3 separate regions of the Mus musculus genome follow, and regions 1 and 2 are each linked to region 3. The links are chromatin contacts, called in public HiChIP or PLAC-seq maps. All regions are on one chromosome and are shown on one strand. Each heading gives the region's core, a stretch centred on a gene start, on an enhancer-like site or on the middle of the called end of the contact. The rest is flanking DNA. Distances are from core to core; before and after follow the strand shown.

Evidence for each region. HiChIP or PLAC-seq counts read pairs in DNA pulled down with a chosen protein or histone mark.
Region 1: an H3K4me3 HiChIP or PLAC-seq map of the 230-238 cell line shows a contact between it and region 3, with 2.5 times the contacts expected there. The contact joins the enhancer-like site here to the promoter of Srek1 in region 3. A contact is called at or near these places in 2 of 39 promoter capture datasets (the 3T3-L1 cell line and embryonic stem cells), 1 of 484 Hi-C or Micro-C datasets (nephron progenitors), 3 of 115 datasets of contacts at active chromatin or transcription factors (the 230-238 cell line, bone marrow-derived macrophages and embryonic forebrain) and 2 of 9 other capture datasets (adipose tissue and liver).
Region 2: a contact with region 3 is called in an HNF4G HiChIP or PLAC-seq map of pancreatic cancer cells. The contact joins the enhancer-like site here to the promoter of Srek1 in region 3. A contact is called at or near these places in 2 of 39 promoter capture datasets (the 3T3-L1 cell line and stem cell-derived epiblast-like cells), 1 of 484 Hi-C or Micro-C datasets (myocytes), 3 of 115 datasets of contacts at active chromatin or transcription factors (the NIH/3T3 cell line, embryonic forebrain and pancreatic cancer cells) and 2 of 9 other capture datasets (adipose tissue and liver).

What each region holds. Positions count from the first base shown.
Region 1 is chr13:103,954,532-103,958,988 of GRCm38.p6, forward strand. No RefSeq gene overlaps it. Among named protein-coding and RNA genes, the nearest start is that of Erbin, 36 kb to the left of the region's middle. Within about 2 kb of position 1,305, at least 10 of the 459 cell types and tissues checked have an H3K27ac peak or open chromatin away from gene starts, as enhancers often do. A contact at or near this core is called in the 230-238 cell line, where this site is marked.
Region 2 is chr13:103,975,156-103,980,088 of GRCm38.p6, forward strand. No RefSeq gene overlaps it. Among named protein-coding and RNA genes, the nearest start is that of Erbin, 57 kb to the left of the region's middle. Within about 2 kb of position 3,281, at least 136 of the 459 cell types and tissues checked have an H3K27ac peak or open chromatin away from gene starts, as enhancers often do. A contact at or near this core is called in the NIH/3T3 cell line, adipose tissue, myocytes and 1 more, where this site is marked.
Region 3 is chr13:103,772,464-103,777,252 of GRCm38.p6, forward strand. Srek1 (splicing regulatory glutamine/lysine-rich protein 1) reads right to left here and starts at 2,145. Exons shown (of 12, transcript NM_001361085.1): 1 at 1,836-2,145. The coding sequence starts at 1,996. Gm52054 (a long non-coding RNA gene) reads left to right here and starts at 2,154. Exons shown (of 4, transcript XR_003950659.1): 1 at 2,154-2,573; 2 at 4,054-4,444.

The DNA of each region.
Region 1 (4,457 bases), core at 55-2,554, 180 kb after region 3:
TCATCGTCATCTCTGGGTGCTCTCCCATTCTCTACTCCAGCATTTCCTTTCTTGGGACTCATTATGACCTTTCTGGAACAGTTTGTAGCCCCGGCATCACCTAGCTAAGTCTCATCTATTCTGTTGTCTCTGGTATGGCATCTTCCGGAGCCTCACCAAAGCTCTCAGCCCAGGTCAAGAGACCATGCCCTGTGCCACCGCGCACACGGTGGCGCTTCTTCCCATTGTCCCCTGCTTCACTGTGCAGTGTTTTGCTACCCGGTTCCTATTCAAGATCCTCAACTTTATGCAAACAGTGACATTGCCACAAACTAATGATTGTAGCTCCAGAAGTTAGCACAGGCTCTGGAATGAGTGAACGCTGAAATCAATTACATTCGGGAGAAAGGAACAGTGTTTAATTGTGTGTTGAAAAATAAGATTGTCATACTTTACAAATGGGGACTGAACTGACAGGAATGATAGAAAAGGATAGTTTATGAAAACATGCTACTAGAGCTTGGCTTGTGAACATTATCTTATTGAATTCCAGGAAGGAAGGCACTAGGATGTTTCCTTTGGTTGAGGGTATGTTTGTATTCAGGGCACAGTAGTAAAGCTGGCTTTGATATTGGAAAATTCTGCTCTCCGGCCATCCATTCGAACTGGAGAGAGGTGATAGCACACTGGAGTCTGATTAGCATTTCCCTGATGGTTAGTGATGTTGAGCACTTCACATGCGATTTGTGTATCTTCTTTCCAGAAATGTCATCTGACTCTTTTGCCCATTTTTTAAGTTGGATTATTACTTTATTGTTTATTTAAAATATACTTGTTTTTGATCTATATGGATGCTTTGCCTGCATGTATGTTTGAGTACCACCTGCATGCACAGTGTCTGGAACTGAAGCTATGAGCAGTTGTGAACTTCCCTGCGGTTGCTGGGGATAGATCTTCTTTCTGTCTCCTGGAAAAGCAGACAGTGTTCTTATATGCTGAGCCATCTCCCCAGCCCACTGTAAACTTGAGAGGGAAGGAAAGCTCTGTTTCTTAGTTTCAGTCCATAGTCATTGGTCCAATTGCCCTTGAGTCTGTGACAAGGCAGTATGTCATGGCTGCAGCACGCCGTGCCTAAAGCTGCTTACCTCAAGGCATGCAGGAAGTAAAATAAAGAGAAGACACCAATGTCCCACAGTCCCTGTAAAGGCCATGCCTCCTGGGATCAAAAACCTCTTTCTAGATCCCCCATCCTAAAGGTTCTACTACCTCCCAATAGCACCTCCAGGGCCAAGCCTTTAATACTGGGCTTTCTGAGTGTACTTGTTCAAACCACAGTGCCTTCTCATAAAGAAACTAAAACAAACGTCTGTAAAACAGCACTTCCAGGAAAGCAAAGCTAACTTCAGCTTTTCACTTTTTGATGAAAGTATCTACACTCTGGCCAAAGGGAGGTACAAAAGTGTCACCTTGAGAGAAAGCCAGCATTTGCAACGGTTTAGAAGAAACAGAAATGATCATAAATTCCCTCAAGTAATCACAAAGATTTTTTCCACCACCAGACACTTCTCCTAGTTGTTTATTTCAATTTTGAGCCATCTTGGGGGGGGTTAAATTCTGATAGCAATAATAATTCTCCCCCCCTTTTTTCTTTTTCTTCTCCTTCTCCTCCTTCTCCTCCTTCTCCTCCTCCTCCTTCTTCTTCTTCCTCCTCCTCCTCCTCCTCCTCCTCCTCCTCCTCCTCCTCCTCCTCTTCCTTCTCTTCTTCAATAGAGTCTTACATAACCTAGGCTGATTGGAACTTGCTATGGATTCAAGAATGCCTGCAGATGTCTTGTCTTCCTACCTCTACTTTCTACTTGCAAGGATCTACAGGTATGGAATATTATAAGGCTTTGTTTATTTTTTCCTTTTTTAAACCTCTGTGTTCATGCATACATGTTTGTACAGGTACACATAGATGTGCATACACCGAGGCCAGAAAAGAGTGTTAGATCCCTCAAAGATGGAATTACAAGACTTTAGGGGATACTTGGCTTGTTATATGGGTGCTGGGTTCCAACCTTTGGCCCTTCTAATTGAGGAATGAGTGCTCTTAACTGCATCTAAACCATCTTTCCAGACCTCTTATAAATCTTAGTCACAGCATAGTTCTATTTTTCTTTAGTTGATCTTCTTGAAGAAATCAGTTCACCTCTGAGGAACTTCTGGGTTGTTTTCTCCTGCAGCTTAGCAGATTTTGATTTGTTCTTGTGGCTCCAGTCACCAAGTCTATATGAGTGGATTGAAGCCCCCACATCTTTTTCCAAACTCTTTTCCAGAGTGCTGGCTGACATATTATCAGCTACACGAGAAGAACCTCATGGGCCCTGTATTAATTTCCTTCTCACATCCTTCTCTAATCTGCAGTTTCCTACCTAATTTTCTACCTGTACCACCTGTCGCCTTTGACCCACCCCTGTTCAACATCCCTTCACCTGAATGCCAAGTCTTACACATTTTGCCAATTAGACAGATTTCCAGCCATTTCTCTCCATCACTACAGCCATTAACAGTCCAAGCTACTCTAATGTCTCACCTTCATCATAGCAAAAGAGTCCAAAATCCCCTCCTTGCCTTCAGTCTGTCCTCAGAGATCCAGTCTACACACAGTAGCTAGAATGGTTGTTCTAAATCACAACCCAAGCTCACCTTTCTCCTGCTAATATATAATGGTCACTGCCTTCAGGATTAAGTCCAAATTTCTCAACCCATAGACGTTCACGATCTGCTCTGTCCACCTGTTTCTACAGCTTCACCTCTTCCAGTATCCCTTCCCCCACCACAGCTGCAGCAACAATGAGTTTCTTTCTGTGTGCTCTGGTATTTCCTGGTCTTTGCATATACTGCGACACACTCACCATCTGGAACAGACCAAGCGTTCTCTGTATCACCAGATCCTCGTTATCAGCTACCCGCAGTATCGGATCTCAGTGCAAACCCCACAGTTCTCTTGCAACTGTCTACTCTAGACTGAGTAAGGGGTCGCCCTCTATTCCCACAGCACCCCATACTTACTCCTATTAGAGTTTATTACACAGTGGATTTTGATTTTCTGATTGTTTTTGCCACCCTTAGTAGATTGGTAGCTCCCTACTGACAAACAGGGTGTCTTGTTTACTTTAACATCCCTGGTAAGGTGATAGCTTAAAGGTCTTGTAAAAGACAGGGTAGAGGCCTGGAACCAGTAAGCTCTCATTTCCTACTGACTGAGTGATGAATGAAGTCACAGAAGTGACAGGCTCCCTGGCTGCTAGAGCTGTTACAAATAAAGCTTGGGTTACTTTGACTGGATTATCAAGTAAACCTTCAGGCCTAGGCCAGACTGGGGAAATCAGGACCTTGATTTTCATGGCCTAGACTGACCCCATCCTACAGTCAGGTGTCCTGGCTTTAACAAAGGTCTGTGAAATTGTGGTGTGTTTGTGTCTAAGTGTGTAGTATGTTTGTATGTATGTGTGTGGTGTGTTTGTGTGTATGTGTATAGTGTTTGTGTATATGTAGAGTATATGTTTGTGTGTGTGTAGTCTGTTTGTGTGTATGTGTAGTGTGTGTATGTATGTAGTGTGTGTATGCGTGTGTGTTGTGTATGTGTGTAGTGTGTGTTTGTGTGTATGTGTGTGGTATGTGTGTGTATGTGTGTGTACCTCTAATGCCATTCCTTATGCCACTCACTTTGGTTCTTGAGACAGGGACTTTCACTAGCCTGGAACTGGCCAAGTAGGCTGGTGTGGAGATCTGGTGAGCCCACGGATCTGCCTGTCTCTACTGGGATCAGAAGTGTGTGCTGCTGCACCTGGTTGGTTTTGTGGTTCTAGGCATGAACTTGGGTCCTTTGGTTTGCAGAGCAAACCCTTTACCAAATGAGCTTTACCAGCCCTTTAATTCCCAGTCTGACCGAAGCTACTTCATCCTCTAAATGAGTTATAAACTAGGCAAAAGTAAATCTTCTCTCTTTTTTTTTCCTTTAAAAATGAATTGTTAGCATTTAATGACCTCCTCTCTCGCCTAATACCTTCAGCCTTCCTTGAAGCTCGTCCTCGGAAGAATTTGTCCCTCACAATGACAGGCTGCTTAGGAAGTTTCTCTTTCTCCCAGAACTTTGTAGACGCTTCAGAAGGAAAGGGTTTCTAGTACACCACAGGTTTTAGTCAGAGTCTTCTAAAGGGACAGAACTGAAAGAGTATCTGTTGTATAATATGTAGTGATTAGCTTACAGGATGCAGTCTGGATGGTGCAACAATGCTGCCGCAACGGGGTGTGTGTGTGTGTGTGTGCGCGCGCTGCTTTCTCTACAGATTCAGGGAAGTCCTCTTTGAAAAAGGGCCGTCTGAGCTGAGTCCTGACTGGTAACAAGGAGGGAGGCAGATAAAGAGATGTGGGAAGAATAACTGTGTTGGAAGAAATAGCAAGTGCAAAGAATAAATTTGCAAGTTCAAGAA
Region 2 (4,933 bases), core at 2,031-4,530, 200 kb after region 3:
AGATTAAGTGAGGACAGAACCTGCCCCAGCTGCGCTGGCAGTGGTGTGACCAGCTTTAAAGCTGAGCTCTAGTGGTGATTTTAAAGTGGAACAAGCCAAGGAGCAAAGCAAGTCAAACCCCGGTCAGGCTTGCTGTGGACCGCAGAGGGTTGGGAGCAGACAGAGTCCATATGCTGTGGACTGCAGAGGAAACACTGGGGTGGGAGCGTACAGAATCCCACTTGTCGGCACTCCAGAATACATGGAGCCGGCTGCAAAAATAAACCACTATCTGCCGAAGAGATATTAAAGCAAATTCATCTGGTGTTTTCTGTAATTAACTTACTACTTCTGCTCTATCGTCTTGTAAGTATCAACCATATTTGTGCAAACAGAGGTCTAGGGATGACTGAGACCATTTTCTGTGATTTTACTAAAGAAATAACACTGTTCTCTTCGTATAAATTTTATATCAGCAGGTGTTTTCACATTTTAATTCTACGTTACTGTTTCATTCTTACCATCTAGGATTCATAACATCCAAACTGAGTTATTTGTTATTCCTTTGAAGGTTACTAGTATGTGTAATTCATAATTTCATTGCCACAAAGAACAAGTGTTAGCCCCCTTTGCACAGAGTTGGGGAAAGAACACTAAAATATATGGAATATATGTATATGTGTGTGTGTGTGTGTATATATATGTATGTATATATATATATATATATAGAGAGAGAGAGAGAGAGAGAGAGTTGACTTAATAAATTATAAAAGCACTGTCATTCAGGACCCTGATAAAAGCTGTCTCCTGAGGCTATGCCAGTGCCTGGCAAATACAGAAGTGGATGCTCACAGTCGTCTATTGAATAGAACACAGGGTTGGGAGCAGGGGGAGGGGGAAGAGTATAGGGGATTTTTGGAAAGGAAACTAGGAAAGGGGATAGCATTTAAAATGTAAATGAAGAAAACATCTAATAAAAAAGATAAAGGAATTATACTAATTAGAATATTCTTTGTACATATATAATTCCATAAAAAGTTAATAAAAATGATATAAAAATTATTTCTGGGAAAAGGAAAAAAAATACTGTCATAATAGCATCCCCTGTGAACTGTGAGCCTGCCATTGAGCTATCGCTTTTCATAATTACCTCATTCAGTCCTCACAGTGGCCCAGGGTGATAGGCGGTGTCTCACTATAAAGGAGAACACTAAACTTGACTGGACCTTGGACTTTACATCAAGGCAGTCATTCAATTCTTTGATGGTCTTATCTGGCCTATTGGATATTACAAGATGTCAATGTCCTTCAGGGAGAGTGGAGTGCCCAGGGAAGCTGCCAGTCAGTTGTACTTCCTGAAGTGCAGGGGTCATGGCAGGAAGGGCATTCCCACAGGTGGAACACAGGACAGCAACTGTGGGTGAGAACAGTTGGGTTCCGGTGAGTGTACCAAGGAAGCTGAGGTTGAAACCCAACACCATAACAAACATTTCTGAAAGCCTGGCCAGAAGTCGTTTGGGGACAAATTGCTGCATGTATTAGGTGTAATGCTAAAGAATTTAGACATTGCTGTATAGAAAGTGACAAGAGGTAATTTAACAAATTTAAGTTGTGTGTGTTGTTATTGAGATGTGTACATTCGGAAGCTGAAATACCCAACTATAGAAGGAACATTTCCCCCTCTGTCGAACCATTATTTTGTTCCTTAGTATAACCACTGTTGGTTTGGGTACAACATTTTTAATGGATAAAAATATGGAGCTACTGTTTAACATGAATATAATTATAGTTGACCCTTTGCTTGGCAGTAACTCATTGGGGAAGATACTTCTGTGTGTCAGCATGTAATTTGGAAGTTTCTGAGAGCTTCAGGCATGTCAAGGCCCCCATGGTTAAGGTATTTAAAATCTAGAAAAATATTGATATTAATATAATATATATATTTTTGTAACCCATCCAGTTATTTTTAATCTGAATTATTGAAAGTAGAGATGATGGATACATGAAAACATGGATATTAAAACTTAATGTATGCCTTCAAATTGCTCTCTAAAAAGTTTTTTTTTTTATCAAGTTATCTTCAAGAAGTTATCTTCAAGAAGATGCTTAGATTTTTCCCCCTTCTGTATATTCACCAGTATTCCATCTGATCAACAGGGATTTTTTTTTTTAATTGAACAAGGTTGTAACAAGATCCTAGCTGTGGTGTGTCAGTCAGTTAGCTTACTTCAATCGAATTATTGTTTTGAATGTGTGATTCACTGTCTATTTAAAGTCCTAGAAGAAACAACTGGGGGAACAGACACTAAGGAAAGAATTGTAATATATTTGGGACAGTGACTAAACATAAAATAAATCACACTGGGAAGAAAACTAGGAGTCCTGCTTTTTGTCGGTGGGTCTCAAATACCAGTGCAAAAAAAAAAAAAAAAATACATCGGCCAGAGAACTTTTAAAACCAGCCAATGTCTGAGTTGCACATCTCAGTTTTTGTTCTGTTGGTCTGTGGTATGGCCTGAGTAGTAAGATATTAAAAAGCCCCAAGGGGGATTATTTTATGAGCTACAAATGAGAATTTGTTTGGGGTATCTATCCACTTTAAAGGTCCCAAATTCCACATCTACATACCGGAGAAAGACGCCATTCTTCCTTGAAATTTTCAGGAATGAATTCAGGCTTGGCAGAATTCTGGTAGGGCACATCTCCCTGGGTTCAACCTCAGCACTTTATACGGATACTGTGAAGAAAGAGCTACCTGGATTGTTTTCCAGGGTTCAATTTCACTTCTGTGACTTGACCTACAAAGGTGAAAGAACTGGATGACTCAGGCTGAGTCAGCCATCATTCTAGATCCAGGCGAACCAAGCAGAGGCCCTGTAAGTCTCTGGCAAACGAATGGAATAAACAAACACGCTTTTCAGAACATTCTCTGCAAGATGAAATCTACCAGTTAGAACAGGTCTGGCCTGGCTGGCATGCAGGGAAGGCAGGATTTCTACAACGCATTAAGCAAGTAATGAATGACCTCTTTCTAGTGGAGGACATTCTTCAGGTATCTCAAGGGTCTGAGCCCTGATTTCTCAGCCTCTTGCTCTTCCTCGCTCCCTTCTTTTCTTTTCCTCACACTCCTCCTCCTCCTACTGTCTGGTAACAACAAAACCTTCAAACATAGTCCCTGTGATTGTTGATACCGGAAGGAAAATCCTGTCATGTGGAGAAATGAGTGTCCCCTGCTGACTGGGACAGTGAGTCACTCCTTGCCTCAGACCTTAGGGTATTCTAATGTTCCATATCAACCTGCCTTTGCCAAGCAGCAGCTGACACCCTAAAGAGAACTTCTGACCTTCAGAGATGAAAGCTGAGCTCTGAACACTGGTATCCCTGGTCTCACACACGCCTGAATGGAGGAGGAAGGCTGCTAGGGCTGCCACTTTCCAGGCACGAGGAGACACAAGCTGCTGATCTTTGGGTTGAGGGATGGGAAGACTTTGGGGCTGAGGGGAGGGGGTGAAGAGCCTGATTTACAGCATGGCTCTCATGTCTGTAATACTGCCACCGTGGCTGATGTCAAGTTAGCAAAGCCTTCAGTGTGCTCACAACATTCCTGAAGGTTTACTAATCAGCTTTCACCAGCCTGTCCAGACTGGTTGCAGCAGACTCCTGGCTCTGCCTCGGGAACAACTGGCCTTCTTAGTGATGCATGCCTATAGCCCCAGCACTAGGGAGCCTGAAGCAGGAGGATCACAAGTTCAAGGCCAGCCTGAGCTACATAGCAAAACTGTCTTCAAAAGGAAAATCTTGGTAGCATAATATATTTACTATTTAAGCTTATACCATTTTGTGGCTCAAAATTCAGTCTTGTAGAGCTGCAAATGTCAGTTTACACAGAGACCACAAGTTTCTCAGCATCTACTTGCAAAGATGCTAAGGGTCTAATGAAAGAAGGACTCAGCTCTTAATACTTCAAGAGGTTTATTTCTAAGAATTGGAAACTAGGGACTGGAGATATGGCTCAGCAGTTAAGAGCACTGGCTGCTCTTCCAGAAGACCTGGGTTTGATTCCCAGCACCCATATTGTAGCTCACAACTGTCTGTAATTTCAGTTCCAGGGGATCTGACACTCTCACACAGACATACAGGCAGGCAAAACACCAATGCACATAAAATCAAAATAAATCATCTAAAAACAAACGAATTGAAAACTAAGTGAAATACTGACTTAGGACTAAGACCATGGAATAAACTGGGGAGAAAAAAAAACAAAAAAGAGTTCTTTAATTACTGAATGAACAGTGTCATGCTTGACACCCCTGCCCCCACCACCACCTCTTTTCTCATCACATCTGAAGGCCTGTTAAGAGTGAGTAACTATTCCACTTCAAATTTATTTGAGCCAAATATGAATTGTAAATTCTCTAGAAGAAATTAATTCTCTATTTGATGTTAGGAAATCCTATGTTTTTCAAATGGATGTCCTACAGAATAAAAGAGACCTGGGTCCTATTTCAAAATGAATCACCAACTCTCCCCTCCCTAAAAAATATTATTTTCTTTAAAAAATACAAAATATTATAAGAATGTGCTCTCATTTTAATCCCAGGATGTGGAGGCTGCTTCGGACTGTCTGCAGCAGCTGACTATGATTTGCCTCGTGCTCTAGCAGAGGCGTGGTTTTGCCAGCTGCAGATAGTTTCTAAGACTGTGTGACATTTGGCGTTCTGGGAACTTTTTAGAGTAATAAATGCTAGGACCTCCAGTGGGGTTGGTGATTGTTGGTCTTTCGGGGGCAGGACGGTTGGTTGCTTTTTGTTAGTAGTCATACTCAAAGAAGGAACAAGAGAAAAGAAATTAAATTCAGGGATTCACATTCTTCTCTCTCTCTCTCTCTCTCTCTCTCTCTCTCTCTCTCTCTCTCTCTCTGTCTCCCTCTCTCTCTCTCCCCACCCCCGCATCT
Region 3 (4,789 bases), core at 895-3,394:
TCCTTAAACCCCAAATAATAATTTTTTTTTCATGCAGGGAGGAAATTGGGTTTATTCAAGACCATCCCTGAAGAAGACAAGGGAGGCTCTTTAAGATGCACCTTCCCAAATGCCAGTTAATACCCGGCAGTGTGTTACCCTCATTCAAACGGCATTCCATTGGGAGTGAAGAACATTCTCTAATATATTTCTTCAGACCCTCTAATGCCCCAAAGTTAATTTACAAGAGTTCATGGGCAGAACATTTTACTGACTGGCTTGATACAGCCCTCCCTCCTACGAACCCGAGAACGTAAGCTGATGGCTGAAAGCATCTTTAAATGTTAAGAGATACTACAAATGTTAGTGCCATGGTTACAGCAGACCTTATGTTCATGCACTTATGCAGGATTCTTGTCGAAAACATATTGTGCTTGAATCTCAGACTATCTGTCATTCTTCTAACCTGCATCACAAAATGTCAACATCATTAGATTCTTAAGTGAGGAAGGGGCCTTTTCTAGACTGGAGATAACCAAGTATCATGGTATTCTCCGAACACATACAAGATAAAAGGGGGAGGGGAGCACTATTAAAACATTGAATATCTTCCTCTTTTCTTATCTTTTGTTTTGTTTTTTGAGACAGTTTCTCTCACCCAGAAAGCACTGGCCACCAGGGTGGGCTTGAACTCAAGAGATCCCTGGCTCTGCCTTCTAGAGTGCTGGGATTAAGGCGCCTGGCAACGCGCCCAGCTAGAATAAATGAAAATTTAATAATCACCTGCACCAAGTGAAAAGAATACTGATAGGCAGTCACTGTTTTATTTCAACTTTTTTGAATGCATAACATTAAATAGTCACATCCGTAAGAAATCAATTTGTAGCCATTCTGCTACTTACAGAGAGTAGAGAGATATATTGTTCTGTGTGCATGACTATGAAATAAGCCAAAATCTTTTCCCAAAAAAATCGTGGACAACTTTTCCTTCAAATAATTTTAGCATAAAGAACAAAATACCGTGGCCCTTAGTATTTTCTTAAAGTTTATGAGTGTGAGAATGTTACGAACGGTAAAACCATTACAAGTTATCCGATTAGTGAATACTGCATAAGGGAAATTTACCACTTCAAGTACACTGCCTAAGAAGCGAGCGCTGGATTTTAAACACATGTACACAGTAGTGATAATTCTGCACCGATTTATACTTTTTGAAACGTCTGAGCCAGCGTGACCTTCTTGGAGAAGGAAAATTCAGGCTGTTGCCAAAAGGAGAGATTGACGTGATCTTTAAGATCGTGAATATGGGCTCGGTTAGAAAAACCAAAACGATGGTAAATGTCTAAGATCACCCCGGAGAACAAAAACAGCCCCGATTCCATGTTGTCATCCGCTCGCTCCCTCAGCAGCGCTAGCAGCCTGACATTAAGACCTAGAGGTCCGGGCGTTGGCGTTGCTGGCGTTCTCCACGATTCTCCCAGTGCAAAAAAAAAAAAAAAAAAAAGAAACGTTATAGGCATTTGCCATGAGGACTGTCGCCGGCCCACCTGCGGCCATCTTAAGTTCGGGGGAAACCAAAGGCCCGGGGCACCCAACTCGAAGGCCGGGCATCAACCACAGTCCCGGAGGCTCGAGAGAGGAAGGCACCCCTAAGTCCTCTGCAGGAACCCCGCGTGGAGCTCAATTAACAAAACCTCACCGCGGAGAGGCCCCGCGGCCGGCCGGGTGCCCTCATCAAACATGGCCGCCTAGGGAAGCGCGCCGTCACGTGACGCCCGCGCTCGCCCCGTGCCTCCCTCGGCGCCCGAGGTCTGGATGGCGGCGCGCCCCTCCCCCCGCCGGGCTCCAGCACTCACTCTGGGGGGTAGAGCCGTAGCTCCTCGATTTCTCCTAGGAAGGAAAAGAGCGTCCTCATCTGCTCGCTGGTCACCGCCGACGAGAGGTTCGTCACCTGAATCACCGTCGTAGGGAAGAGGCCGAAGCCTAAGCCCAAGCCGAAGCCGCCGCCGCTGTTCATCCCGGCCTCGCTGCTGCTGCCTTCCCGCTCCCCAACGTCCACGACGCGTCAGCGACGGAGCCTGGGAAGCAGAGGCGCGCGGCCGCGAGCGCGCTCCCGAGAGCTAATCCTCCGCGCCCGGGCACGTCTAGCCGCCCATCGCGCAACTCTCCTGCTCCGGGGGCTGCGCGCGCCGGCCGGAAGCGTCGCCCTGGCAACGCGGCGGCTCCCCGCGGGTCCTGGCGGCCGCAGCCCTGGGGTCAGGTCGCCGGGACTGTTGCTAGGCGTCACTAGGTCTTCAGAGAGGTTTACCTGCTGCTGCAGTGAGGGTTGCGGAGGTTGTGCCTACAAACTCCATCACTTCTCGATGCTTCTGTCAGTTAAGCAGCTCGGCTCTTTCTCCACATCAGGCGGAGGAACCCAGAGGCCTGGGCTGCAGTGGTAAAGGGACAATGACATCTGGACATTATACATTAATACCTGACCAAACAATAGCTTCATTATTAAATACAGGCTGCAACCCCGCTTAACCTATTTTCAAAATTGGCAGGCACCCTGATTATGAGAATTCTTGGAAATTTTCACACCAATTATGGAGGTTAGGGTAAATGAGTGAATGAAAGGCTTTGCTGTCAATTTATAACATGCAATTTATTTACTAGCGGGCCCTAATATCTATACTTTTAGACAAAGGCAGGTAAAAGACACAAACTGTCTACATGCAACTTGCACCTTAATACTGCGCAATCATTTTCAACCAGAGCAGCTATATCCAAAGTTCATGGTTCAAGTCCATTCCTGTGGGCCCACAATATAAAAACTTATTGGGGTCCTGGAGTTGCTCTACAAAGCACACAAACATCAAACTCAGTTAAACAGGGATGGTTTATATAACTCACACCACAAGCCTGATGGACCAGGGCAACAGCTCAAAAAGCTGAGCGCTGGATATTTCTTAATGGCCATCTTCTAAAGGTTAAAACCGCTCAAACCACAGTGGGCTCCAATGCAGGTGCTGGAAGGGCTGCCTGGTAGTCAGCCCTCACTCAAGCCATTTTAGACGTGACAGTTTATATTGACCTTTAATTTGATGGGTCCTACATGAAGCCTACAGTTGTGGAATTTCTTAAGATTAACAAACCTCATAACACACAGAACAGAACAGGGTATGTGATCAGCATGACTCTGTTCTGAGTCAAGTTATTTTTCTGTGTCAATGACTGGCAGGCACACTACAGCAACATATGAAGTAGCTAGCAGACATGGAACGAAATGGCTACAGCTATGCTGGGGGAGGGAGACCCCAACACATGTACTAATTATTAAGACTTTGTTGCCACAGGGCGGTGGTGGTGCAAGCCTTTGATCCCAGCACTTGGGAGGCAGAGGCAGGTGGATTTCTGAGTTCGAGGCCAGCCTGGTCTACAGAGTGAGTTTCAGGACAGCCAGGGCTACACAGAGAAACCCTGTCTCAAAAAAACAAAAGAAGAAAAACAAAAACAAAAAGACTTTGTTGCTCTTTTCACCTTTGTTCTGATGGTCTTAAAGCAACAGTAGAAATGAGGGTGTAGTTACATTGGTAAATGTTTGCCTTGCTTACTTGAAAGCCCAGTGTTGAGACATTAGACCCGAAACTGGCATAAACCTGTAATCTCAGCACTGGGGAGATCAATGGATGGACAGATGGATGATGGATGGATGGGTGAATATAATGGTAGGTTAAAGGGCTGGCACCTGATTGGGAAGCAAGGCAACGTTTGTAAACTCTGAGTTTCTGTTGTTTATATTCTTAATCTCTACCCACTCACACTACACTAAATGTAACTTTAAACTAACTCCCTTGTAAAGGAGTACAACATTAAACGTACAATGTATCTTTCTCATATTTTGTGCTTTGTGAGACAGATTCTCACTATGTAGCCTTTATTGACCTAGGAGTTACTATGTGTATCAGACTGGCCTTGAATTCATAGAGATCCACTTTTCTCCCAAGTCCCGAGGAATTAAAAGTGTATGTATTATTAAATGTATTATTTATTTGTTTGTTTGCTCATTTGGTTTTTCTTTTTTTTAAACAGGGTTTCAGGCTGGAGAGAGGGCTCAGCGGTTAAGAGCACTGACAGTTCTTCCAGAGGTCCTGAATTCAATTCCCAGCAATCACATGGTGGCTCACAGCCATCGGTAATGGGATCTGATGCCTTCTTCTGGTGTGCCTGAAGACAGCTACAGTGTACTCCTATATAAAGTAAATAAATAATTAAAAAAAATAACGAAACAGGGTTTCTCTGTGTAGCCCTGGCTGTCCTGGAACTCACTATGTAGACCAGGCTGGCCTCAAACTCAGAAATCCGCCTGCCTCTGCCTCCCAAGTGCTGGGATTAAAGGAGTGCACCACCACCTCCTGGATCTATAATGCATTTTTAAAATATTATCAGTGCAAAATAAAGAAAGGCAAGAACTTCTGTTCAGGTAATTGTCTCCAGGGGAAAAATTATATATATATATCAACATCCAGATTATGTCTACTCTGGCTGCAGTGTAGAGATACAGTGAAAGGTTGATGGAGATTAGAGGCAACGAGCCTGGGTAGGTACTCAGTGCAGTAATCAGCTTGAGCTAAATAACATACAAAACAAAGGTAAGTGGAAAGCAATAAATCATCCCAAATTTGAACAAACCTGAATAAAGTTATGCACTCGGAAAAAAGACAGTGACCATGCATTCAGTTTGGGCACAATTACAAGACCCCTAGAACTGACCACAACGAGCTTAGAACCCTGGCTCCAGCTTGAGTGTGGGGCAATCTATGGAAGC